Linked DNA regions of Takifugu rubripes: region 2 is linked to region 1. The links are chromatin contacts, called in public Hi-C maps. All regions are on one chromosome and are shown on one strand. Each heading gives the region's core, a stretch centred on a gene start, on an enhancer-like site or on the middle of the called end of the contact. The rest is flanking DNA. Distances are from core to core; before and after follow the strand shown.

Region 1 (5,465 bases), core at 1,444-3,943:
CATGAAGCCCATCGTGTCGTTCGCCTTCACGTAGCGGTGCTCGAAGATGCACTGCTCCTCCTCACGGATGAACTTGTAGGTGCCCACGTCAAACACCGGGGGGAAAGCCATGGCCACGGAGAGGGTCCACACCATGCAGATGACCGCCGCGCACGTACACAGGTTCATCCGCTTGTAGTAAAACCTGTGGTGGGCGATCGCCATGTACCGGGTGACGCTGACGCAGAAGAGCAGAAAGGCGACGTGGAAGCAGAAGAGCACCGACATGAAGGCGACCAGCTTGCAGCTGAGCGCGCCGTATGGCCAGGAGGAGCCGCCGCCTATCGATGCCATCACGAAGGGGAAACACACAGCCGCGCGCAACACGTCCGCCAGGCACAGGTCCAGCAGGAAATAGTACGGAGCTTTGTGCAGCGAGCTGTCCTTCAGCAGCAGCAGCGACAGCGCCGCGTTGCCCAGCAGGCTGATGCCCAGGATCAGACCCAGGGAGGCCAGCTTGAGCGCACAGGCCGTGGACGCGTAGTTGTGGAAGGACGGGCTGCTCCCACCGAACTCGCTTGCGTTCGCCATCTGCGCGGCCGAGTCCGTGCGTGGCCCCGCATCAATTCGCGGAGGAGCGGGAGGATCCTGCCAGCCTGGACGCAAAGCCGCCGCTCATCCTCCCCGACGCGCTGCGATCCTCTCAGAAACCCAAAGGAATCATCTTGCATTTCTTCTTTCTCTTCTTGTCCTTCATCTCAAACGCGGCCAGGGTTAGAAACGCCGTTCCGAGACCTCTGATGATGAGAAGCAGCTCGATTTGCTCTCAGGAGACATCGGCTCCGCGGGAACATCGGCTCAGGAAACACAGTTTGCGCCGGTGGCGGAAGTCTCCCGTCTTGAGGAATAAAAAAAAAAAAAAAAAACAGACTGCGCATCTGCGGCCTCATCAGCCACAATTAAAACTCCCCCCTATCAGAGCGCGCGCAGGGGGGCTCAGGAGAGCCCAGGAGCTTGGAGGAAAAGCTGGGCGCAGATCGGAGGCTCGCAGAGGTGGGAGAACCGGAGGTGGGAGAACCAGAGGTGGGAGAACCAGAGGTGGGAGAACCAGAGCGGCTCACGTCCGCTGGAGTCTGGTCTGGTTCTGGACTCATGGAGTCGTGTTTGGAGAGGAGAGGGAACGTTGACAACGTCGAGAAATCAAACCGACGAGTAACAATCCCCAGTAACACTAAAAACGCTCCAAAAATAAAATAAGACATAAGAAAAAGACCCAAGAAATAAATGGAATGTTGTCTAATTTTTTGGGGGGGTGGAGTTGGAGAGGGGATGCTATTCAGGGCAAACTGAGGGTTCAGATGAGGTAAATAGTTGCATAAGAAAGCAGCGTGTACGCGTGCGTGTTTGCGTGTACGCGCAGTGACTTGAGCACTCCAAAGATGGAGGCTGGAGAAAAATAATGGCTTTGCAGAGCAAATGGTGATGCCGAGGGAGGAAGCTCCCCAAATATTGACATTGCACCGAATCTCTCCAGATTTCGTGTACTTTAAGCTACTGTTTCCGTCACGTGACCGACCCCCCGACGCTGCGACGGTTCACCAGCGCCCCCTGCAGGCGGCTCTGAAGCCGGACAAACGCTCTGATGCTGCAGGATTCACAAAACCATCGTGCAGCTGATCTCGAAGTTTAGTCATGGCCCAAATTCATCGAACTGGTAAGAAAAGATGCCGCATATGTTCATATTGCAAATCGAAAACTGAATCTAACACAGAAATCTAGCATTTGTGGCAGACCTTCGAGATATTTTAGTTCTTCTTCAAATGGAAATACCACCTTTTATCTGTTGTGTGGTTGATGTGGTTGCGAGGCGGCATCTTTGTGGTAAAAAGCGAAAAGGATTTTGATAGTTTTGTGCTTCAAGGACCTGCCGCTAAGAACAACACCTACAGGCTGAACTGAACTAGTAAAAACCACCACTATCCTTCGCTGACTGGGCGCTCTTCCCAGTTAAAGGTCAAACCGGAGAGATCTGCCCAGTGATGCTCTCTAAACTGGACCGCGACGCTTTCATGGCGCGTTCATGTCGAAGATGGTGAAGATAGTTTGATGAGACGATGCATCACTACAGAAATGCCTCCAAATCCCATCGCTGAGACACAGTGTTCCGCCACTATGGTGTGTAGTTACTCCAGCAGAATGTGAAGCATTTCCTACGTGAATTATTATATCTAGTCTGATGTCCAGTCTGTTGTGTCACATGATTTGTGCCTAACAAGCTGGAATAGCTCAGTTGGGAGAGCGTTAGACTGAAGATCTAAAGGTCCCTGGTTCAATCCCGGGTTCCAGCATTGTTAGGTTTTCTAACATCCCACTCCAGTAAAGATAGGCCTATTCAATAAAATAAAACACTCCAATTACTTCATTAGAATAACCAGACAGCTGTGAGTCAAAATTGTAGTTCTTTATACAAGAATTTTGGCCATGTTTGTGTTTATATGCTGCTTATTCACATATACACAGTGGATACATCAAAAGTATGGGCGTGAAAACAGCATTACAGTCGACATCTGATGACAGTTGGACGCACTCGGAAGACTGGGAAACCATTTCCGGTTACTGAGTCCGTCAGATTGTGGTGCCTAAGAAACTGCAGGAGTGAGACGTCTTCGTTTCGATCATCTCTCTGAGAAGTACCGACCGCGACGTACCTGCCTGCGCCTCCGACGCGCTGACGTCACCAGTCGGGAGGCGGAAACGCGGCGGTGATTCCGTATGAAGCGATAAAGCAAAACCGGCTGTTTTTATCCAGGACATTCACACAAGAGTCGCAGAAACCAGAGCCCGGTCTCCCGAAATGGCGGTTCCTTTGGGCCAGGCGGACCCCCAGATGGACAGGGGCGCCCTGAGCGGACCGGCGGGTTCCTCGCAACACGACATTGACATCGACGAGCAGGAGTTGGAAAACATCACAAAGAAGCACCGAGACGACGGAGCGAGCCAGACGCTGCCTCTGCACTCGCCCTGGACCTTCTGGCTGGACAGGTAACGTCTCTAATTCCCGTCGAACCTCCGCGGACGCGGGACAGTTTAAGAACCCAACAGAAGCGGCCGCCGTCCGCACAGGCCTTAAAACGCTGTGCGTGAGAGTGCGTGACCGTCTCCCGTAAACACGGGTTTTATGGTTCGATCTCAGCGTTGATGTTGATCTGAGCAGATCTGAGCAGATCTGTGACCGTGGAGGACCCCCCAGCAGGGATCCACGGGGCTGGAACCCGGGTCTCTTCCAGGCTTTGGAAAGTTCTCCGGGCCAGTTTACGAGCTCGGACTTGTGTTCCGCCGCACGGAATCTTTGCGGCGCCCCGTTAGTCCACACCACGTCTGCACGTTCCCTTTATTAGTTGTGTTCTGGAGCCGCGGTTCCAAAACCCGTGGATGACGTTTGCGCGGCGGCTGACGTCACCCGCGACGTCACCGCCCCCCCCCGACTCCTGACCCGAGGGTCCGGTTCTTCTCAGGAGGCCCCGGAGCCTTTTTAATCACAGTGTCCGCTCGGGATTACCCGCAGATTGGAGTCCTTGTTGGGAAATGTTCCGTTTGCACGTCTGTTTCCTGGTTTAGGCCGCAGATGGTTGAATCTGACCCACGATGGCGCCGACCTCAACCGGATCTCTTGTCCTTCCAGGTCGTTGCCGGGCACGACGGCAGCGCAATGCGAGTCCAATCTGAAGAAGATCTACACCGTGCAGAGCGTTCAGGTTGGGTTTGCTTCCATCTTAAAAAGCTTCATCATCTTAAGAGCAGAGAGATCGAGTGGAGGAGCTGGCAGGAAGTCCCGGCGGCCCAAATAAAGAGCAGCCCGGACGAGGGAGAATAACAGAATAAGTGTGTTAGACGGAACCCTCAGGACTCCGCCGGGCCTCGCCGCCGCTCTTTATCGCCGCGCTCTGCCATCTTGTACGCGTTCGAGCCCCAGCAGCTCTCCGAAGGCCTCAGAACTAAGATGGGGCCCGGTTGTTGCTTTGCAGATGTTCTGGAGCGTGTACAACAACATCCCCCTGGTCACGGCTCTGCCCCTGAGATGCAGCTACCACCTGATGCGGGGGGAGCGCCGGCCTCTCTGGTAAGTGCCACCGGGCCCGTGAGTATCGCGTCCATCGCCACACTTTAACGGCGCGTTCGGACCGGACCGAGGAGAGCGCCCCGCCCGCTGCCTCTGACTCTTCTGCCCCAACAGGGAGGAAGACGGCAACGCCAGAGGAGGCGTGTGGAAGATGAAAGTCCCCAAAGACGGCACAGTAGGTGGCGTTTCCTGCTTCACGACGCGGCGGCGGCGGCTCCAGACCGCCGACCTCTAATCGCTGTCTGTCCTTCTGTCAGTCAGACGTGTGGAAGGAGCTCCTGCTGGCGACCATCGGCGAGCAGTTTGCTGATTACTGCGCCTCAGGTGAGCCACGCCACAGCTGCGCCCGCGTGTGTGTGTGCGCGTGTGTTGACCGTCTCCCCTGGCTCCGCCCCCCCAGACGATGAGGTCGTGGGCGTCAGCGTCAGCGTGCGTGACCGGGAGGATGTGGTTCAGATCTGGAACAGAGACGCGTCTGTGGCCAGCGAGGCCGACGTCCTGGGGAAGGTCCACGAGCTGCTCCCCTTCGTATCTTTCCGAGCGGTCTTTTATAAGCGTAAGTGTGACGGCGTCTCTCTTCCCCTTCGGAATTCCCTCGGGAAATCGGCCTTGAACGTTGATCTGTTGAGTGACAGAACTAAGTGTCTTCATACCTGCTTGGATCTGGGTCTTGTTCCTACTTGTTCCACATTAATTCCTGAGGTCTCCGGCTTAAAGTGCCTCTTTTTCCCCCCCAGCCCACATGGACCATCACGCCTTTGAAGGAGGACGCTCGAGACATTAGCCCGTGAACAGCTGTCCCCGGGTTGACCTCTGCCCCCGCCGCCACCTTCTCGTGGATCTTTTAAGCTCAAGCAAGGAAACGTTATCCATATATTTTTATAACTTTGAAGAACAGATGCCTTGTTTCCGTCGATGTGAGTCCGGTTGATAGAATGTAGGTCCAGCACGAGTCTCCCAGGGAGGTTCTGACCTCCTCCTGCACTGACCCGCCCCGGTTCTCTGCTCTCTGGACCGCACGGCTGATTTGTAGCAGCTACGTCAAGCAGAATAGGTTTGTTAGAGAAAAGTCAGCTTTGTGCCAAAGCCTTTTTTTTTTTTCTGCTTCTATTTAAATCGGGCGAAGAGAAAGTTTCTGCTTCATCACTGAGCGTCAAACCTAAAACCAGGGAAACTCTTGGAAATATTGCATATTTTAATATATTCCAGCGACGGCCTCCCTCCACTGGCTGTAAAAACGCAGCTTTATTTAAAAGACGTTGTCCAGGTTTCCCTCCTCGCCCTTGCTGCCCCCCCGACTGGTGTTGACCCTGCAGGTTTGTGCTCAGCCAGAGGCCCCTGGAAGTGCTTCTCTTCTTATTTCCCC
Region 2 (5,465 bases), core at 819-3,318, 160 kb after region 1:
CAGACGCAGCCTTCGGTCTGATGTGCGGAGGAACAAAAGAGGAACAAGACGCATGATCTTTAACAGCAAGGACAAATACAGGAAAATACAGGTCCTACAGAGTGCTCCTCTTGACTCCTAAAGTATATATGAATCACTAACCTTATTACCACGGTGACACAGCACGGAGCTTTGCTTTATGAATGCTACTTAAGGAGCATCCCATAATGTGCACTGACTAAAACCCAATCATAATCTGTCTTGCCCAATAACAACAAGACAATGCTTTAGAGAAAGCGTCTGATGTCATATCATCATTACACTAATAGCCGACGCCCGGGCCGCTCTTAGCCCCACCCGATCACTCATTCTAAACTGCTTATTGGTGAGAAAGCGTCAATGATCAATTCAGGCATTTAGCCCGTGGAGCAGGACTTAAGTCTGTGCCAGCATTGATTATCTGAAGGAGCAAATTGGTCTGTAATAATGCTTATTCCTCATCACGTCTGCCGGGAGCAGCTCTTCGCTCCACTGACGCCGGCAGTCGGTTTGTTCCTGAAACAAGCGTTTTTTCATCTGCACGCTACAGTGTTTGTGTGTTCTACGCTCCCTGGGCGTGAGCGCGTGTATCCGCGGCATTCTGCAACATTTATCCTTTGCAAATGTAAATGTTCAATCGTTCACGTCACATAGATAATTGAATTTATTCTCCACGTGTGTTGAAAGTGCAATGGGGATCAGTTCTAAAATTCTAGACATTCCTTTCATGGAATGGAGTAAAATAAGACAGAGGCTTTTATGCTGCTTATGGATCCTTTTAAGCATAACACAGACACAGGGAGCCAAGAATGGACCCTTCAGCTCTATTGACAAAGTAAAATGAAAACGATGGCCTCAAACCAGTAAAGAAGCATAAAATCAGAACAATACACCCTAAATGTTAATAGAAAAAAAATTCTATTTAGCCTTTTAGTGGGTTGAATAACTTCAAGGCGTTTTGGAAATACCCTGTGGATCACGTGGGGGTCCCAGGTGGGGCTGTAGCCTCAGGAAACTCACTTCCTCCACTGTGGAGAGAATCCCCAGTTGGTTTAAGTCATAGACGCCAATTTACCCCACCCCGTCCCTCTCTGGTTTCCTTTGCTGTGTAAGGTCATTTATCTGCCGTTTTAATTTGGAAACGGTGGATTCTTCCTTTTGTGAAAGCAGCAGGAGACCCCCCCCCCCCCCCCCATCCTCGCTGGGCTGCCATAAAGGTAAGCAGGTGTCCTTAAAGGTGTCGGAAAATTAATATAACAGACGTGTTCAATTAGGGCCGAATGATCTTGGAAATGAATTATTGTGTTCTTAATGGATGGAGCAGAAACGTTCCCCAGAGCACATAAGGTGAGCGCTGCATTAAGGTGCAGCTTTAAATGGATCAGAACAAAGTGCTCCTCCGTAAATTCTGTGGTCCAAAATAAAGATTCTAATCCTCCAGTGAGTTATCAGCCCACCAGAAAGAGATGTTTTTGAATTACATTCCCGCTTTAGTATTACTTCAAAGTGAATTTATAGGAAACAAAGAATCTTTCATCTAAGCAACCGAATCAGAACCAACACGATGACGTCAACTGACACACAGCAAAAAAAGAAATCTCCAAATCAACAACTGTAAAGCGTAAATGATCATTCCAAATTAAAGAAGCACAAGTTTTGAAGCTCTATGAGCAAACTGACTTTTTGATTGTTAAAAAAAAAAAAAACCTCCACGAGGTTTAACGATGTATGGGGAAAAAAGTGAATACGACATCAAACGCCATTTTCCTTTGTGTTCGCTGGCCTCAAGGTGACGAGGGAGACTTTTCTCATCACCAGAGCTAACGATGACATTTATTCTCTGTGGAACTCATTAAGGGCAAAGGGGGGGGGGGGTGTCTGCCCCAGCATGTTCAACAACCTCAGACGCTCCAATAAAACAAATAAATATGTTGATTAAAATACCTGATGAGATAACAGGAAACGGACAGAAGGAGTCCGACTGTTACCGATGAATCAGCTGGTTTCGCAATCAAAACTCACTGATTTCATCAGAGTTAAAGAACTTTCTCAGCTGTTGGAGGCTTTAGGTTGAGTCCAGCTGTTTGTTTCTTCCATATTTTAGCCTCCTGCCTGCTCAGGAGGAGCGGGAATCCTGCCGATCTTCCCTGGACGAGATCTCAGCCTGTCGCTGCTGTTGGAAAAGCTTTAAGATCTGTGACGGGTCCTGGCCAACGATCAGCAATTAGACACAATCTGCAGTGTGGGAAACAACGAGGGCAACATGGTGAGTTCAGATCTGCGAGGAGGGTGAGGAAAGCACCTCTGGCCGTCCTCTTCAGGAGGCACATTTACAGCGAGAGCTGCAGAGAGCTGAGCAGACAAATACTCACATCTTAATTTTTCAATTAGCATAGCTCTTGTTCTCTAAACATATGCAAACACAGCACGACATCTATTAAAATGCAACTCTAGCGTTGAGCCTAATTAGAGTAAATTGGTCGGCCTGTGTTGGGCAGAATCAGAACGCAGCTCAGCGCTGCTGTTTAGCTGCCTGCTTCTCTCCCAACAAACAAACTTCATGCACGTGTTGAGTGGCATCACAGTCAGACGTGGCAGGAGGGAATGTCGTCAGCAGCCCGTGCAGTCAGCAAAATCAGCATTAATGCGGATGATAATGCCTTTTGTCTGCGTTGCTTCATAATACATTTATATAGGTAGATGCAGTGTTAATGTGATTTTTCCTTTTAGTGTGTAATGCCCTGCACTTTCCTGGCTTCATTAGCACTTCATAAAGGAAAGTAAGTCCAACTAATAAAATGTTGCTGACTTTGTCCCGCTGATGTTTTAATAGCAGCGGATCTTCGGTGTTTTTTTTTTTATTTTTTTGCCGGCGTCATTGGAACATTGGAGAGGCTTCAGTGCAGCCGGCAGCCGGCCAAATGGACTCTGTGAAATGTAAAGGATAATTCGTCCTGGATGCTCTCAGCTTTGCCGAGACAAACAGCAGCCAGGGCGAGAGGCTGCTCCCAGCCGAGCCCCGCCGCAGAACCCCAGCGTCGGACGCCGACTCCAGCCGGCCTCTGTGGTGAACACACACATCTTTTTGGTTTGATGTAAACAGGTTTGTCACCCGGAGAGCATTTTTCATTTGTGATGCAATGGACCAGATGGCAGATGAAATGACTCTGAGAGCGGAGGAGAGAGACAAAGGGAGCGTAAACACTGCTGAGGAGAGCTCAGCACGGGTGAGAGGAGGTAAGTTAATGTGACTCAGGTCTGAAAGTCACCACTGAGTCACTGTTTCCTGTAAATCTCTGCAATTCCTTCCTGGTAACTGCACTACTGGGCTTTTTTTTATTTATTTTTTTTAAAGTTGGACAACTTCTGCAGCACTCACATGTGTTTCTCATCAATTGTTTCTTGGTTGAGCTTGAAAAATCTGCAGCTTTCCTCCTCCGTGGGTTTTGATGTGCCGCGAATTTGATTTAAAACATGAATTTTAAATTGCATCAGACCTACTGATGTGAGTAGCTGTGCAGCCTAATGAGAGAATATGTCTGGGTGAAGCACTGGAACAAAACCTGAAAAATGCATGGCATGCCTGCAGGCCTTACTTCTCTATCAACTAATGGTCATGGGCACCGACCAGCTTTACTCCCAGATAGCTCTGGAGGGTACCGGCTGCCTCCCAAACATGCACCCGGATGACACTAACCGGGATGTTTGTTTTGAACTGATCTGCATCAATTAGCCGCCCTCAGGTTCTTCACTTCGGCTCCAATCCCTGAACCCCGCCGGCCGGCCCACCTGAGCGTGTTCCGCCTGACAACAGTTCACCACTGTTGGATTATGGCGAGCGGAGCTGCGTCCGTTTGCTTTTCAGCGTCGGGAAGACAACTGATAGTTTATCCGGCTTTCAAAAATTGTTTCCCGAGCGTGAATTAATCATTAGACATTAAATAAATAAAACGGCGAAAGGAAATCTGAATAATTCATTTGGAAAAGGTGATGAAAAAGTAAACAGTGTGCAGTCAGTGCAACAACTCATTAATATCTATTTAAATCAGACACCAACACAGCCGTCTGCTCCTGGACGCCGAGCGTCCCGCAGCCTCCACGCCAAATCGTTTGTCTCGTTTTCCCGGCGTATCTTCCCGTTTATGAGGAGTCGGACTTTTCATTCATGCAGTTTCACATTTTTGGGAAAACAAACAGCTGACAGAGGGAAGGTGCTGCTTTTGTTGCTAACGTGTTGAACGCCCTCTTTTTGAGCCAGAACGGTTGCAGTGTGAGGGCAGGGGCCCTGAAGGCCCCTCGGAACATGGGTGTGCGGGGACCGCTGGAGACAGAGGTGCTCAGCAGCCAAACACCTGTGGAAGCTCTTCTTCCCCTCTGTTCTCCCTGAAAACGTTCCGAGCGAGCTCGTCCTCCACGGACTCTCTGTCTTCCGGGCCGACCAACAAGGATGGTGAGTGACACCTGGCCGATGAAACACGTTCACGCAGGAAACGACACCGATTCTTCAGTAAATCTGATTAAAAGTAACTTTAAATCGTTGCTTTTTTTTTCTACACGTGAAATTAGGACGCAGTTCAAGTGATCAATTATGGAAATATGAATTACGGAGTAAGTGGAAAAAATGGAGACTAATGCAAATGATGCCCCCCCCAGAAGACCGTAGCAACTGCAGCAGACATCATTAACCCCCATGACTGTATATAAATGGGTAATTAAGCAACGCTAATTAATTTAAAGATGCAATTTGAAATATATGTAATTTCAATGGTTTCATGAACAAAATATGAGTGATTCACCTGCGTACCCATCAAGCCTCCACCACTGTCATCACCTGAGCCTCAGGTGACTAATGCCAGTTTATGGAATCCCAGTTTCCCCATTTACGCCACTGTTGGTGGTGACTCCAATAGGCAGCAGTATAAACAATTAAACCTCCACACATGGCCGGTGCTCATCAGTCCCGTCTCAAAGACCTGAATGTCCTGTTTCTCCCACAGTTGACTGTGCTGAAATGGTCCTGAGCTGCCTCTTCTGCCACTTTTACGACCTGATTCGGCTCCTCCCTGCTTCCTGCGAGACGTCCACCCACAACTGCTGCCCCAGCTACAGACACGTGGACGCTGTGGCAGAGGCGACTCGGGGCAGCGATGAAGACGCCTGCATAGACCTGGACTGTGGTCTGTTCAGCTCCTGTCAGGATGCGAGCAACTGTCTGGAGTTGGCCATGGAGGTTTCTGAAATCTGCTATCATTAGAAGCTTTGGAAAGATCCCGTCCCCTGTTTGTGCATGCGGCGACGTTTTCCCGCCTCTTGTATGAAAGAGACATGATCAGTCTGCACATCAATTTAATAGGAAATCGCAACTTTTGAGTTTTTGAGCTTTTGAATGCACCTGCCAAGAAGTTAGACCTTTTCCCATTTTCTTGCCCTCAGCACGAGTTTGCGCT

What was found. A called contact is a pair of places that touch in the nucleus more often than the background predicts.
Region 2: a Hi-C map of muscle shows a contact between it and region 1, with 2.8 times the contacts expected there. The contact joins the promoter of mdfic2 here to the promoter of LOC101070547 in region 1. A contact is called at or near these places in 2 of 2 Hi-C or Micro-C datasets (muscle and an unstated tissue).

Annotation. Positions count from the first base shown.
Region 1 is chr19:17,639,068-17,644,532 of fTakRub1.2, forward strand. It overlaps LOC101070547 (eukaryotic translation initiation factor 4E type 3-like), which reads left to right and starts at 2,694. Exons shown (of 7, transcript XM_003973759.3): 1 at 2,694-3,021; 2 at 3,662-3,734; 3 at 4,005-4,099; 4 at 4,214-4,274; 5 at 4,357-4,423; 6 at 4,500-4,655; 7 at 4,837-5,465. The coding sequence starts at 2,834. The coding sequence ends at 4,883. It overlaps trnaf-gaa (transfer RNA phenylalanine (anticodon GAA)), which reads left to right and starts at 2,255; the gene lies at 2,255-2,327. It overlaps LOC105417881 (a long non-coding RNA gene), which reads right to left and starts at 2,824. Exons shown (of 2, transcript XR_965353.2): 1 at 2,688-2,824; 2 at 2,426-2,618. It overlaps gpr27 (G protein-coupled receptor 27), which reads right to left and starts at 870. Exons shown (of 1, transcript XM_003973760.3): 1 at 1-870. The coding sequence starts at 570.
Region 2 is chr19:17,800,904-17,806,368 of fTakRub1.2, forward strand. mdfic2 (MyoD family inhibitor domain containing 2) reads left to right here and starts at 2,069. Exons shown (of 4, transcript XM_029827521.1): 1 at 2,069-2,284; 2 at 2,852-3,085; 3 at 4,277-4,468; 4 at 5,016-5,465. The coding sequence starts at 2,977. The coding sequence ends at 5,272.